Regions from separate parts of the Muntiacus reevesi genome. Here region 2 is linked to region 1. A link is a contact called in public Hi-C data. All regions are on one chromosome and are shown on one strand. Each heading gives the region's core, a stretch centred on a gene start, on an enhancer-like site or on the middle of the called end of the contact. The rest is flanking DNA. Distances are from core to core; before and after follow the strand shown.

What was found. A called contact is a pair of places that touch in the nucleus more often than the background predicts.
Region 2: a contact with region 1 is called in a Hi-C map of blood, with 4 times the contacts expected there. The contact joins the promoter of GSK3B here to the promoter of TIMMDC1 in region 1. A contact is called at or near these places in 2 of 3 Hi-C or Micro-C datasets (blood and muscle).

What each region holds. Positions count from the first base shown.
Region 1 is chr8:43,076,602-43,084,445 of mMunRee1.1, reverse strand. TIMMDC1 (translocase of inner mitochondrial membrane domain containing 1) reads right to left here and starts at 5,066. Exons shown (of 9, transcript XR_010664274.1): 1 at 4,397-5,066; 2 at 1,358-1,523. It overlaps POGLUT1 (protein O-glucosyltransferase 1), which reads right to left. Exons shown (of 11, transcript XM_065943466.1): 11 at 7,724-7,844.
Region 2 is chr8:43,621,414-43,629,257 of mMunRee1.1, reverse strand. GSK3B (glycogen synthase kinase 3 beta) reads left to right here and starts at 4,354. Exons shown (of 13, transcript XM_065943558.1): 1 at 4,354-5,447. The coding sequence starts at 5,360.

The sequences.
Region 1 (7,844 bases), core at 3,817-6,316:
AGGGAAAAACTCAATAATTTTATAGTGGATAAACATGGCAAGGACCATCTTAATGAAGTGATTAAAGTTAAGTATCCCCGGCAGAGAGACAAATAGGTATCTCATGCTCCTTATCATTACTTACTGGGAAGGATACAGTATCAATTGTAGGGTATTCCTGTGAAAACACTTAAGTGAAATTTAATCGCAAGAAAACATCAAATGTCCAAATCGTGGGACATTCTACAATACAAAATAAAAGGCCCAAGTCTTAAAAAATATTGAGGTCATGAAAGTCAAAGAACAATAGAAAAACTGTTCCAAATTAAAGGAGACTGACTAGAGAGGCACAACAGGCAAATTCAACATCTGATCCAGTACTAGATCCTGGACCAGAAAAAAAAATTTTAATAACTTGTTTACTTTAAAAATAATGTTAGTGGGACAATAAGCAAAATTTACATAAAGTCCATTGATAAGATAATAGTACACTATCAGTATTAATGTCCTGAACTGCATGATAATATTGTAGTTATGTAAGAAAATGTCTTTGTTTTTTAGGAAATGTATGCTGAAGCATTCACCATGTCTAAAACATACTCCCAAGCAGTTCACAAAAAAATAACAGCATGCCTTATACAGAGAGAATAAGAAAGCAAATGTGGTAAAATGTTAACATTTGGAGAATCTGACTGGAAGGTGTACAGGAAATCTTTGTACAGTCAGCCCTCAGTATTCCCAGATTTGGAACCTGAGGAAGTGGAACCATGGATATGGGGGACATGTGGTACTAGGGTTTTTTTAAAACAAAAGACTCGAGCATTTGTGGATTTTGGTATCCACAGGAGTCCTGGAATCAATCCCTCTTGGACATTACAGGACACTGGCACTACTTTTGCAACTTTTAAAACTTGACACAATTTAAAAAAACACCACAAATTTTAAAAAACAAAAAATTCTGAGCCATAACTTCCTCACTAGGACCATAGAATTGACGTACAGATTTAAGATACAACAAATGAGTCAGCACTCAACAAACTGTAAGGTTCTAAATGTTACTGATTATTTTAGTGTGAGCTAGTGGACTGCACACAGGCTTTCTGAATAGGATAAATACACTACAGCTGAGCCTTGATAATATAGCAGGAGATCAGAAATATATTTCAGAAAGTAGAGCCATGGTCATGATCAATTCTAGTAAGAAAAGTGGTCTGACAAAGTTTGAGTATGCACTATAGCATTAGCACTTCCATTGTTGCTGAGTACAGACTTTGTTTCCTAAATCTTCTCAACCCTACTATCTAACTAGATGATTAAGTATAAAGTGAACAGCTAAAACTGGCATGTCCCCAAATACTATAAGAACACCAGTACGTACCACAGCATCAAGCTGGTTGCGGTAAACTTCTGCTTGGCTCTGCTCAATGTAGCGCTGTTTAGCATGAATAAATGCTGGTATTCCTCCATATGCCCAGCCGATGATGCCTGCTGAAATTGCTGCCTTGTAAATATCCTGAAGTTCTTTTGAAGTTCTCTGCTGTTCACTAAAACATCAAAAAAACAATGTTGTTTGGGATTAGTTTATGGATACTGCTCTCCAAAAGACAGTATGATCAGAATTATCCCAAATGCTAAACAGGACTTAAATTTTTCATGATGGGCAGAACCAATTAAACCTTCTGATGAATTAAATAATTATATTACAAGTAGCTCAAATCTCAGTCAAAACTAATCTATGCTTTCAGAAGTTAGGTTAGTAGTTATTCTTGGGAAGGCAGTGACAGAGAAGGGGCACAAGGGGGAGCTTTTGGGACACCAACAGTCTCAGGGCTGGATACAGAGTTAGGTTTAGTGAAAAGTCACTGACAGGTATACTTATGTACATTTTTCTAGGCGCATATTTTATTTATACTGCAATAAAAAGGCTTTTTAAAGGGTTATTTTATGTGATGACTATTTCAGCTCTACTATATCCCTGGAAACAGAAAGAATTTGTAAACTGGATGCAGAAATTAACAATTCCCTTTTTGAATTTTTAGATAACTTTTGGAAATTATAAAAACGTATGGGATTTTAGGACAATGTATGCAAGAATGAATATCTATACGTAAAAAAACAACCAAAATTTTATCTTTCTGAATATTTAATTTTTATGTCATGCTCAGATGGGCCTGTACTATTAAAGACCACTGAATGAGAAAGCTCATGATGCAGTGGGCAGCACAGACCAACCTAAAATAAACGGGGAAAGCTACCATCTCATTCAATCTATCACTCTCAAAAGCATTAGAAACTACAAGCTATATTGCAGCTTCCAAGATGTCCTCTGGAAACTGCTCTAACAAACAGCTAAGTTTGTAAGTGTTTAGTTACTAGAAGTAATGGCCCTCCTACATAAGTAAACTACTGAATATTAATTTTTTACAAACTACTAACTTGCTTTCTTCTGAGACTGTACAAGTGTGTATCTAATTCTATCTAATTTATCTAATTCTAACAACCACATTTCTGAAATCAGAATCAGTGAGTTCTTATAGTTCCCACATATACAAGAGACAAACGAATTCTTATATCAATAGGAAAAACTGCTATAATCTTAACTTTATATTTTTATCCTGTATAATGAATAAAACCAAAAACATCTACATAAAAAGTGGGAGAACTCAGAAAAGAGAAAATGAAAAAAGAGCTGAAGATTTAACAAGCCAGGAAATGCATACGATATCCTCTTTTTCATCCTCTGAAAAATTCCATGACATAGCGATATTTTTTCTCCATATTATCAGCAGACACTCTATGAAGTTACATGATTGGGCCTAAGAACTAAGGAATGGTAAACCAACAGGGAAAAGCAGTGGAAAGGGCCTAGACTATAAGTAGCAACAATGGGGTTGTAGTTCTGGTTCTGTCATCCACCGCTAAGTGACCTACAGGTAGACACAATCATTCTGAACCTTGGTTTCCTCACCCATGACATGGAGGGGACAATAAAGTTATATTAAATTATCTTTCAATTTTCCTTCAGCTCCAACGTTCTGGGGCTTATAAAGCTGATCAAAATAACCTTTTTCAAATGAATTTGAGTCAGTTCTAGTGAGGTGGATGAACTTAGAGCCTGTTATACAGAGTGAAGTTAAGTCAGAAAAACGAATATCATATATTAATGCATATACATGGAATCTAGAAAAATGGTACTGATGAACCTATTTGTAGGGCAGGAATAGAGATTCAGACATAGAGAACAGACTTATAGACACAGCAGGGGCAGGCAAGGGTGGGAAGAATTGAGATAGTTCCATTGAAATATATACATTACCATATGTAAAGTGAACAGACAGCTAATGGGAAGCCACTGTGTAACACAGGGAGCCCAACCTGGTGCTCTGTGACAACTTACTTGTGTGGGATGGGGTGGGAGGTTGGGAGGGGAGGTTCAAGAGGAAGGGAACCTATCGCTGTTTCATGTTGCTGTATGGCAGAAACTAACACAACATTGTAAAGCAACTATCTCCAATTAAAAATAAATAAATCAACAAAAATAAACCTTTTCTGTTGTGTACTACATAGGATCGTTCACAAATACCTCAAATAAATCTGGAATGACCAATGGAAGGGCAGCCTCATTATCTTTAAAATAAGATGATGAAATCTAAAGAAAGTAATTAAACACAATTCCACTGGCTCCCCTGCTCTATTTCAGCAACATAATAAAGCTTCAATGTTAATTTAACCAGTTGACATTACAGTGTAGTATATGGTAAAGAACTTCACAAAAAGGGAAAACTTTTCACCGGTGAGGAATAAAAATGATGAAATTAATTATCCTGAGTTTTTCATTAAAGTTAATTCAATTTAGAGGGTTATTTATCATTTATTCTGACACCGCTTTACTTGTGAATCCAGCTAATATCTTTGCAACAACAGTTGCTACTTTTTTTTTATACATTCCTTATTTGGCAGAATAAAAATTTTAACAACTGTGTTCTCTCCCCAACCTCCATTTTTGTGGCGGGGAGGAGGGCTACTGTTCAAGAAGCATCAGAATCTGGGATCAAGTGATACACGAGAAAGAATAATGGAGTCCTCCAGATGTTGGTTCTAGGGTCACCAAGTAGCTTGCTCTAATTCTTCTAATTTGTAAAGTCAGGGGATTATATTAAACACTATGTTTAGAGTCCCTAAACATTCCTAAAAGTTCTTACTTTCAGTTAGTCTCACCCTCTCCATCTGATAACCGGCCTGTCAATCAACAGAACTACCAAATAGCAATGTTAGGATAAAAGCTTGGAGTACATTACATTAAACTCCAAATTCCACAAAAATAAATCACACCACCCTGGGGTCCTTCGCCCCAGATGACCCAGGCTGCAGGTCACCTCCTTCGTAGCCCCTCCCCACAGACCGTAGGCACTTTTACTCTTTGACAAACAGCTCCCGGAGGCGGTCCCATCCGGATTCCGGGTATTGGGGCTCTGAGACGAAGGAAGACAGTTCCTGGTCCTCTACAAGAGCCTTGGGATCGGCGGCCACAGCTTCGGCAGCAAAGACCCGAGGAAAAGGACTCAGCGTCCTGCAAAGGAAGCTCCGTGGGGCCGGCGGCCGCGCTTCCATGACCCTCTCCGAACCTGTCGATAGACACTCGCTTGGGCGCTTAGGAGGCCAAGGCCTCACAGAGGTGCGGCAGGGGATGAGCGAGGGTGACTGCAAGAAGGAATGGGCGAGTATCTTTACACTAGCCCCGAGTTAATTTGCGGCCATATCCGCCGACACACCGCTTGACACACAGGCCCTCGGTGCCAAGCCTAACTTTGGAGGAACTTGGACACACGAGACAGGAAGTCCCTCCCCAACGAAGGCAAGGGCTGCGGGACGGCGCAAAGGCGGAACCGGATCCGAACACACTTCCGGCTGGGGGCGGGACGGTGCCAGGCCAGCCCGCCGGAAATGAGGTAGTGGCAAGGAGCCACGCTCAGCGCAGTGTGACTTCCGGTGCCGTCCTCCTCACCCTTCTGCGACAGAAAAGCAGGGTGGTAGGTAGATTGCAAGCGGAAAGATGCGGTCTTATGCTGATGTGAAAGTGGCTCAGTCGTATCCGACTCTTTGCGATCCTATGAACTGTAGAGTTCATGGAATTTTCCAGGCCAGAATACTGGAGTGGGTAGCCTTTCCCGTTCCCAGGGGATCTTCCAACCCAGGGATTGAACCCACGTTTCCCGTATTGCGGGCGGATTCTTTACCAGCGAGGCCACAAGGGAAGCCCAAGAGTACTGGATACTGGAGTGGATAGCCTATCCCTTCTCCATGGATCTTCCCGACACAGGACTCGAACCAGGGTCTCCTGCATTGCAGGCGGATTCTTAACCAACTGAGCTATCAGGGAAGCCATTTAAAACAGCACAAATGCTGTGAAGAAGAAAAAGTGCGGTGTTCATTACAAGTGGAGTACGGAAAGAGGAAGGCAATTTGGCCAAATGCATCCTGACCTACTCAGTCACAGACTTCTGGGCTGGACGGGGTTCATTCTGGTTTTCAGAAAAGACCGAGGCGTTGAAGAGGAGTATTGGTGCCGGGTGCCCCGAGATTTCCAGAACACTCTTTAAAGAAATCCGCTCTGGGCTCCACAAGATAGGTTTTACTCCCCTTAGTTTATATGCCTACTGTTTCTCAAAAGGCAGGACACTTTCTGGAATTTCTTCCAGATGTTGACTTAATAGTTATAATAGCAATAATATCCCGCCACTACAGCTTTCATTAACGTATACTTCAAAGTGTAGTTTTTATTAAAACGTACGCATTTAAAATATTCTCAAACTGGTTTGTGTTATTTCATTTAAGCTCTGCCAGCAACCAATCCTTACTCATCCTTATTCCTTTCTAGGTTTAAGTCTAAACCGTTACACTCTTTAGTGAGATAAGGTAAATAGATTTCTGGAATTTGACAGCTGGAATTCTATAGATAGGGCGCTGGGAACTGACTGATAACAGTGACTAGCTGAGTTAGTCATGGCGCCAGGAAGATCTCTGGTGTCTGGGAGAGGGGATTAAATTCAATTCCCATCAGCATTTACTACTTCGCATCATTATTTCCTATTTACTGTGTGTCTCAGTAGACTAACTTTGAGGTCAGGGATCATGTACGTGCATTTTATGTATCTCCAGTACCTACATTCACGTAAGTCTTTGAATCAGGACTTCAGACCCCTTGACTCCTGACTCTGGCTGCAGATTGCTGCCTAACCCATACAGGCAGAGGTGGGCCCCATATAAAGTACCAAGGCGTGAAAACTCAAGGAAATGGCTGTGCAATCTGTCTGGCCTACATGTGGAAAATCTAAATGCTTAAGATGACTCCACAATCATTCTGGGATGAGGAGGACTTTAAATTGGAGGGTGGGAGTGTGGGCAGGTATTACTGAAATCATTTATATACTTAAATGCTCCCTCACTACCTTATAGATAACAAATGAGATTAACAGGCAAATTTTGCTAATGCCATACCTGCCTTCTCATTTGGGTAACTAAGCCTCTTTCTTAAGGTTCCCTTTGTCATCTGATCACTCAAGAAGTCTCCAGATCCTCGGCCTGCTCACACTTGCTGCTATTCCACCTCAGCTCCTGAGACTACTTGTCACTCTCCTACTCTCCTGCTGCTCCATGCCCTTGGGATTTACCTTCCTTTCCTGTTGTTCAGTTGCTAAGTTGTGTCTGACTGACCCCACGGACTGTAGCACGCCAGGCTTCCAAGTCCTTCACTATTTCCCTGAGTTTGCTCAAACTCATGTCCATTGATTCGGTAATGCCATCCAACCATCTCATCCTCTTTTGCCCCCTTCTCTTTACCTTCCTTTACCACTATGGAAGTACTCTCCCTTTTCTGTGGTGTGTTTTTTTGAAGGTTCTCAGAGCAACATTAAACCAAAACGTGTTATTCGGTTCACTTGGACCACCGTTTCATATTTAGCTTGATCCTTTCCAGGATATACCTTTGCCACCAGAGTAAAGGTATCGGAAAAATTTCAGTGCAGTCACCACACTGTCTGGAACCGCTATTCTACCCTCAGACCTCTTGCTGATTTCTGCTTACAGAACTCAATAGCCTCTTGCCCCATCATGAATTTTCCCCCAGGTGTCAGGTTCCCTATCCCTCCTAGGTTCTCCGGGTACTACCCTTGCTACATAAATTATATTAAGTATGATATAAGCTGTTACCACAGGGAAAGAGAAGAAACCTTCAAAACTCCAGGGACCATTTAACCTTCAAAGTGTAACTCAATTTTTACCTCCATGAAGTTTCCAATCTGCATCAGACAGAAATGTCTTCTACCTTTAAACTTCAAATCCATGTTGTCTTTATGAATAATTGGCCTTATGATTAAGGCCTTGTGTCCCCTTAATCACCTTCTGCCTATGCAGCCTCTCAGACTTTGTTTCTACTTTGTCATCTCAACTAGAGAGCTGCTTCATGCTAGGGAGCCTGGTGTAAACATTTTCTTATCTCCCACTGTTTGTATACAGTAAATTCTCAAGTATTTGATAAATTATTAAATAAGTGATTTGTAATTGTACCCTTCTGTTCAACACACACCCTCCCTTGGGATGCAGTGGGGTTATGTTAAGTGAAGGCATCTTTGTTTCTATTTTCTTCTACTAGGAAAACCTGATGTAACAGCAGAATAAGGTGGAACACTGACATCACACAGATGATACTCCCCAAATAAAGAAATATCATTCCTTGTGTTATCCAAGTATCTCACTTTACTCAAATAAACTCAGTTATTCTCTTTTCTTGAAGAAAAGTGTGGCTTTTATCTCTGAGAAGGAAAGGGTAAGTTTGGAATTCAGCTAATATTAACAAAAAAACAAAT
Region 2 (7,844 bases), core at 3,105-5,604, 550 kb before region 1:
CTCTGAGTATATACATTCAACTTTGGAGACCAGTCATTTAAATTCAGCTTGGAAAATGATCTCTGGGCCACTTTTCTTCCATAGTTGTTCAGATGACATTATGGTATTCTGTTTACACATCTCCACTCTCTAAGAGCTCCTCTAAGACTGACGCAAGACAGTCACCTCTGAATGACTTTTATTCATCCTCACACACTTATATTCCTAAAATTTGGTACAGCATCCTGTAAATCAAATTGATTTAATCACATTGAGCAGTTTCACACTGCTACTTCTTTTCTTTGGTTCTTTTGCAGTCTTATCTTTGTTTTCTCCTTTTAAGTATTTTGTTTCTCATGTAAAGGTGGAAAATGAAGACAATACTGGAAAGCATTAATACAATAAGCATCATCCAAAATGCCATCAAAATTAGTATTTCTAGACTTCTGTGTGTGAGTTACATAAATGGGATAAATAATGTTATTTGTTGATGGAAGGCAGAGAGATCTAGTATTAATAGAAAGAGGCTGGATCAAATATACTTGGCTACAGATTTCATCCCAGCTCTGCCATTTTTTAAAATTGTGTGACTGTGTGCAATGTATCTATTGCTCATTTACCCCACATCTGTTAACAGGAGTTAATAATGCCTATCTCTTGAGGTTCAGGGAAGCACTGAACAGGCACTCAGTAAATGCATATTTATTTTTCCTTCCTCTTAATCTTCACATTGACCTTGATACTGGAAGGCTTTCTTAGGGTTTATTATTAAACAACTCTTCTGTATCTCATAGTATCTGAGTGGAAGTATCTGGAGCAGAGACCATACTTATTAAATTTTGAAGACCAGCACCCGACATCATTTAGGTATTTAATATACATTGGCTAAGTAAAGGAGATCCTAGAAGCAGTTTGCTTGTGGATTTCTGTGTGAACTGACAGGCCCTGGCTTCATCTAAATAAACAGCATCTCATATTCTATTTGCTATCCTCATTATTACACCTGCCTATATTTTCTTCTAGTTTCAGTTAAAAATGTAGCTAAGTGATTCTGAGCAAGACATCGGTATAGTTTCTTCATCTATAAAAACAGGATAATAGTTCCATAATGGTACTCTGTAAACTTCATTAACATAATAGTACTTCCTAAGTGCAAAGTATTGTACAAATACTTATTATTACTCTAGAAGCCAGTTCATTGTACATTTTATCTTTTGGACAGGCTTACCTACCTCCTCCCCCCAACTACAACACTCACCTATTCTGTGTCACTCAGCTTTCCTGTATCTTTTTCTAGCCCTCTGGTTTGTTACTTTGGCTCGGAATCACTGATCTCTCCAAGGGACCAACCAATGAGCCCTGACAGAACCCAAAGCACACACAGTTGAAGACATAAGGCTTAGACTTTAAGATAAAGCAAGACCAGGGGAGGTGAGAACTGTATTTGAGAGAAGTACAAGGAATCTGAATCCTAGGTCTGCTTACTTTAGCTCTGTGGACCTTAGGTAAGTCAGTATATATTTCTGACCTTCAGTTTCCTTATCTTTAAAGTGGAGGTGATAACAGTACTTATACCGTATGATTATACTCTGAGATAGCATGTGTGAAACACTTAAGAACAGCATCTGGCACATTATAAACACATAAATATTAAAATTACTATAAACTGATAAGTGGTTAACAGCAAGTGAGAAGGTGGAGTAAGTTTGAAAGGTCAGAGAAACAATCACTGAATGTTACTTTCAGTGGTACTGTGTTTTCTCATAAATTTCTCCCCTTCTTATGTCCTAATTCTAAATTGAACTATTTTTTGTTTTCCTATAAGACTCACCTCCCCACCCCATCCTCTGATCAGATTTTTTTAAAAGTGTCAGTTCAAAATATTTGAAGGCAGCAACAGTAAAGCTATTAATCATAACTTCAAGGTAGACTATTTTTGTACTTTATTATATACAATAGAATAGCTGTTTCCAATTTGTATAACCTAACATTTGTCATTCAGCTTCCTCCCAGTGTAACTGGGAGTAGAGATGGGGAGTAAAGAAGAAGGCAGGATTTCTAGCTTTACCTCACAGCACTTTAGGGACTAGTGGCAAAGGTCTACATGGTAATTTGCAGGGAGAGGCAACAATCACTTGACAAAGCTGCCATGCACTGAGTTTGCTTTCAACATTCTTTACCCTTCTCCATGACATCCAGAGACTTCATGTTCTGTCTTCATTGCAAAGAACAAGAGCTTTTACCACTCCTGGGCTATCAAAAACCTATGTCCAGATTTGAGATTACAAATTGATTGCAGGTTGGTCACATCTACCCTGCAATATTTTTAGTTTGGCCTGCAGAGTTTGGAAATATTGGTGTAAAAATCGAGAGATTTCATACAAATATCATGCTTTATAAGGGTTTCTCCTGGCGGGGATGGGGGGAAGGGGACAGAATATCTCAGACCACTGTATCCACATTCTTCAGAGTAACAATCTGCTGGAGCCGAACAGCTGCTCCTTTCAGTTACAGCTCAGACACTCCAATTTGCCACGTTGCTTATCACTCCCCATTGTCTACACCAGGCCAGTTTCACTCATTTACTTTTCTGGCCCCTATAAACATTCGAGTTTGCAAACCCTATCTAGACCTTTCCTGTCCTCCATCAAAGCTTACTTTGTTCTGTCCTAAGTTCCTCATCAGTTTTCCAAAGCAATAGCTAGTCAACCTGATCAAGTAATTTTTATATGTGCTCGCTACAGATGGTATCTGAATAGAAAGGGATGACTCTGCAGGTGGAAATTACAGGTACCATGGGATTACAATTAGGATGGCAACTGTTCATTTTACTTTTTCTGTAACCACACCTCTCTGTCCTTGGGCACACCGCACGAATTTGAACACTGGCTTATGTGCGAAACCTACTTAAATAGTACTTTTATAGATCACCCTAGTTCCAAAAACGCAAAAACTACCAAGGGCTATTCTGGCTCTCGGTTGCCTCAGAGGCTTCGGGATATCCGGCTTGACTGCACTTCCCCTCACCTGCTTTCGGGGGCCGTTCTGCGCCGACCGGTCGCACCCTAGAAGGGCGCTCAGCCAGCATGAGCTCATTTCTCAGGGGCCTTTCTGGAAGGCCGGGCTTGGCAGCGCGCACGAGGCGCAGTCGCCCTCACTCTTATCAATGGCCTCCGCGACTGGGCGGGGCGCGGTCGCCCAGGGGCCCTGCTCTCTAGCAGCTTTGTTCTCAGTTGAATATCCGAAAATTCGCACTCAGCCTGAGAGGCGCCCTGGATCTGTCTGGCCCTTTCGGGGAAGACGCCCGTGCTCGGGATGCGCTCTCGCGGGCGGAGGGGAGCCCCGGGCGCACAGAATTAGCCCCGCCCCGCCGAGAGCCTCCAGTGGGTGGGGAGAGCCCCTCAACCCTCAGTTTGTTGGAGCGAGGAACCCAGCGCCACCGACCACAGCAGTTTCGCACCGGCTCGCGCTCCCTATATGCGGTTTCCACACTAGCTGCGAGTGGCCGCAGGCGAGCCCGTCAGACCTTCCGCCACGACCCCAGTCGCGCTTCTCCTCGCTCCTTAGGACTGCCGCCGGAGGCCGAAGGCCAATCACACTACCGCTAGGTCTTGCGATTAGACAGCAGCGGGTGCAGATTGGCTACTGCTACGAGTTTCGGCCTCCCTCCTTTTCCCTTTTGCCCCCATTCCAGCTCCTGAGCTTCAGACCAATGAGAAGGCGCTTTATAGACGCCCTCCCTTCGCTCTCTACTTCTCCCCACCTCGACGAGGGAGGAGACGTCCTGACTGGCCAGACTGTCCTCGGAAGCCCCATTCCCTTCACCAATCACCGAGGGAGCTGCACTCCCAGCGGAGTTTCGGCCAATTACAAAGCGGCCACGGCGCCCAGCCGTGCGGTTTCGCCAGCGACTCCGGGCTTCACCGTCCTTAACTCTTCAAGCTTTTTCCTGAGGGCCAGCGACTCTGATTGGTCACTGTTGTCTTTGCCTAATTTCTCCTCCAGCCAGCCACAGAACAAGGCGAACCCACCTTTTCCTCGGTCGGCTATCTTCGGCATTTTCCGTCCTTGGGCGTGAATTTCCAGCGACACTTCCTGATTGGCTCTTCAGGTCAATCGGCTTTTTCCGGGAGGATCCGCAAACAAACGACATCCGTGATTGGTTCCGCTCGGGTTTCGGCTCCCCTGTCGAAGGGGGCGGACGCCCTGCTCGGCCGGCGATTCCCAGACGCCTCTTACGCGGGCGGCCGGGCGCTGGGCGGTGTAAGGCTGGGTGGGGGAGGAAGGAGGCGGAGGACAAGTAGGAGGGGGGAGGGGGTGTGGGGAAGAGCTAGGCGGCTGCGCAGACGGCACTCCTCACAGAGAGCAGCCCCCGACCCGGGCGAATGCGGGCTCGTGCTGCTGCTGCTGCTGCTGCCTCCGCCGCCGCCGCCCGGGCCGAGTGACAAAGGAAGGAAGGAAGGAAGCGAGGAGGAGCCGACCCCGCAGCCGCTGACAGGGCTCCGGGCTGGGGGCAAAGCGCGGACACTTCCTGAGCGGGACTGTGCAGAAGCGAGGGGCGGGAGAGCGGCCGCGCTGGTGCCTTGGACGGGGGAGGGGGCCCCGAGGGACGGAAGCGGTTGCCGGGTTCCCATGTCCCCGGCGTATGGGGAGCAGTCGAGGAGCCGCTGCCTGGGGTCTGAAGGGAGCTGCCTCCGCCGCCGCCATGGCCGCTGGATCCAGCCGCCGCCTGCAGCTGCTCCTGGCGCAATGAGGGGAAGAGCCGCCGCCGCCGCCACCGCCCGACTCTGACTGACTCGCTACTCCGCCGCCTTCCAGTTCGCCGGGCCCCCGCCGTCAGCCCGCCGGATCCTTGCCGCTGCCGGAGCCGCAGCGTTTCCCGACGCATCTCCGAGCCACCCCTCCCTCTCCCTCCCTCCTTCCCATCCCCCCCTTCTTTTCAAGCGTGAGACTCGTGATCCTTCCGCCGCTTCCCTTCTTCATTGACTCGGAAAAAAAATCCCCGAGGAAAATATAATATTCAGAGTACTTATTTTCAATCCAGTATTTGTCCCCGTCTCACGTGATGTATATTTTTTAGGACCTCCCATCCATTTCTGCTCTCCAAGGAAAGGGAGAGGAAAGAATTGTATTTTTCCCCCCAGCTCCGGATCGCCTATATGTTAAATATCCGTACTGATCTGTCTTCAAGGAGAAATACATCGCTCGCTTTTCTAAATAGCTGTACAAAAGAAGTGAAAAGGCAAGAGGACGAAGTCTTTTTCTTTTTCTTGTGGGAGAACTTAATGCTGCATTTATCATTAACCTAACACCCCAACATAAAACAAAAGGAAGAAAAGGAGAAAGGAAGGAAAAAAGGTGATTCGGAAAAAGAGTGATCATGTCAGGGCGGCCCAGAACCACCTCCTTTGCGGAGAGCTGCAAGCCAGTGCAGCAGCCTTCAGCTTTTGGCAGCATGAAAGTTAGCAGTGAGTATTGATTTTATTTTACACCCCTTCTCCACCTCCCCTTTGAATAAGAGACTTTGAAATACCAGGATCTTAAAATACAAGACCTGCTGATAAAACAGAGGCAATGTGAAAGGGCAAAAACCTGTCTTCAGTGAAGGATGAGGCAGCTTCCTTTTTTCCTCCTGCGATATCCCTTCCCAGGTCTCATTAACCTTGAATCGAGGGAATGTGATTTTTATTTGGATGATTTTGTCTGAAACTTAGTTCTTTTCTTATAGTTTTCTAGCAATTGATAGCTTTATTAAGTGGTTGAGTGTTTCCACCTTAAAATAGTGATGGAAGTGTTTACTTGCTCATCCTTTTGAATAAAGCGAAGGACAAGATTCCTAAACCATTATGTGCTTTTCCAGAGTGTGTCTTTTGGAATGAGGGATAGTATAGTTAGCTCAGGTCTCGAGGGTTACCATAGTTTTGTATACTTAATGGAAGAGGTAAATGTCACCTTCTCCTAACACTTCTTTCTTGCTTGTGTGACTATACAAAGTATTTGTTCTTAATCCAGAGATGAACTTGGTAAGTAACCACATTTCGGTTTGAAGGCGAGCTTTGATTCGTCTCTTTAGAAGGGACCGGTGCCGCTGATAGAGAGCAGCAGTAGTATCTCAATATGCATTGTTCTAAATTGGATACGTGGTTTAATATGTTATCTCTTAGCCTTCCCGTTTTGACATTGCCAGTCTATCACTATAGAGTTAATGTTTAATCAAAAGGTAACTTGAAAGTAGGCCCGAGTTTTGAATGGGGCTTATGTTGTCAAGTTGCCAAATAGTAAGTTGAATGTTAATTGTCACTGACTCATCATTGAAGTTCAGTTTTGGGGTGCCATTGCTTTCAGTACTTGCTAAATGATCTAGAGTTCAGGGGTTCCTTCTTAGGACTACTTACAATAGTCTTGCATTGGTTTCCTTTCGAAGTCAGATAAGACTATGAAGTCAGAAGAATATGGATTTAGACTTTTCCATCTCAGGTTTTGCAGAAGGTTGTGGTCCCAGATTTAATAGGGGTGTTTGGGCTTTGTTCAAGGTTGTTGCTAGACGTCTATACTCTTCCCAGATTTGTGCTCAAAAAGTGTATTTTCAGTGTTTGGTATACTCATTATCCAGTGTTTTAATGTATCTCTACTTATGGATATGTTTATGTGATGTTTAATGACAGCTTATTTAAACATACTTAAAGAATTTGACAAAAATATCTGTGTTATAGTTTCCTTATTCCTTCAGAAAGGGGCATGGATGAGGGCAAAGAAAAACTGTTTTGCTGCTTAGAAGAAGGAGAGAATTGAATTGAGATAAAAAAAAAGTATATGCTGTTATGTGAAACTGATTATAAAATGAACACTCTTATTTGAACTCAGGATTTCAATTCATGATGGCTTTTGGAACTTGTCTGAAACAGGGTAGTCTAAGGTAATAGCTGAATGGGAGATTATTTTTGAGAGTTAAATTTTTTTTTGGTGACTAGCTAGTTCAGAATGCAGAGTATGTGAAGAGGGAAGCTGATGATGCATCTTTCAGGGAATGGTCAAGCTTTCTAAGCAATTCATGGGGTCATTTGAGAGGAATATTTTAAAATTCTGGGGTAATTTTCAGCTATGATGAAGCAAATCTTATAATAGCTCCTTAAGAGCCTCTTGTGGTACTGGAGTGTTAGGATGTTTTTCATCTTGGTTTAAAGACCACTCGAAATCAATTTTGGGTAATTAGTTTATTCAGAGAGCAGAATGGTATACCTAATAATACTAAATTTGGGGACTTTTCATTTAGTTCACAGGATTTTCTTTGAATCCTGTGTGGATGTTGACTGAAGATGGAGCAACTCTTGGAAAGTGCAGGTTAAAATGTTGACTTTTCTGTTACCATACAGGTCAGCTTAACATTTAAGAAGTTGGAGTTCAGTGCTGACTATGTGTTTTTGACAACCTTAACTTTAAATGCATTTTGGAAGAAAGTGTTTGTTGGAGTGCTGGTGTTCTAAGGGACCCCTTTTTAAGCGATAAGAAATTATAGTCCTTGGTTTGGAAAGCTTAGTTTTTGAGGCAGATTATGGGACAAAACGTGAGAACAGTAATATGATGACTGCAAGACTATAAATGCAAATAGAATATTTTGTTCAGAGGGACAAAAAATAAAGGCATGAAGTAGATGGCTTGGAGGGAAGACTTCTTACAGAGGTATGTTTTAAGGCAGCTGTTAAAGGGGCAGTAACTTGAATTGAAAAGCATAAAGGATCCTAGGTGGACAGAACGGATAGAGGCACAGAGATGGTGACTTTTGTACTTTTGTATTTATAAAGCAGGTTAGTAAATCTGAATAAAAGGGGCCTAAATAGGAAAATAAGAAGAGATGGAATTTGAGA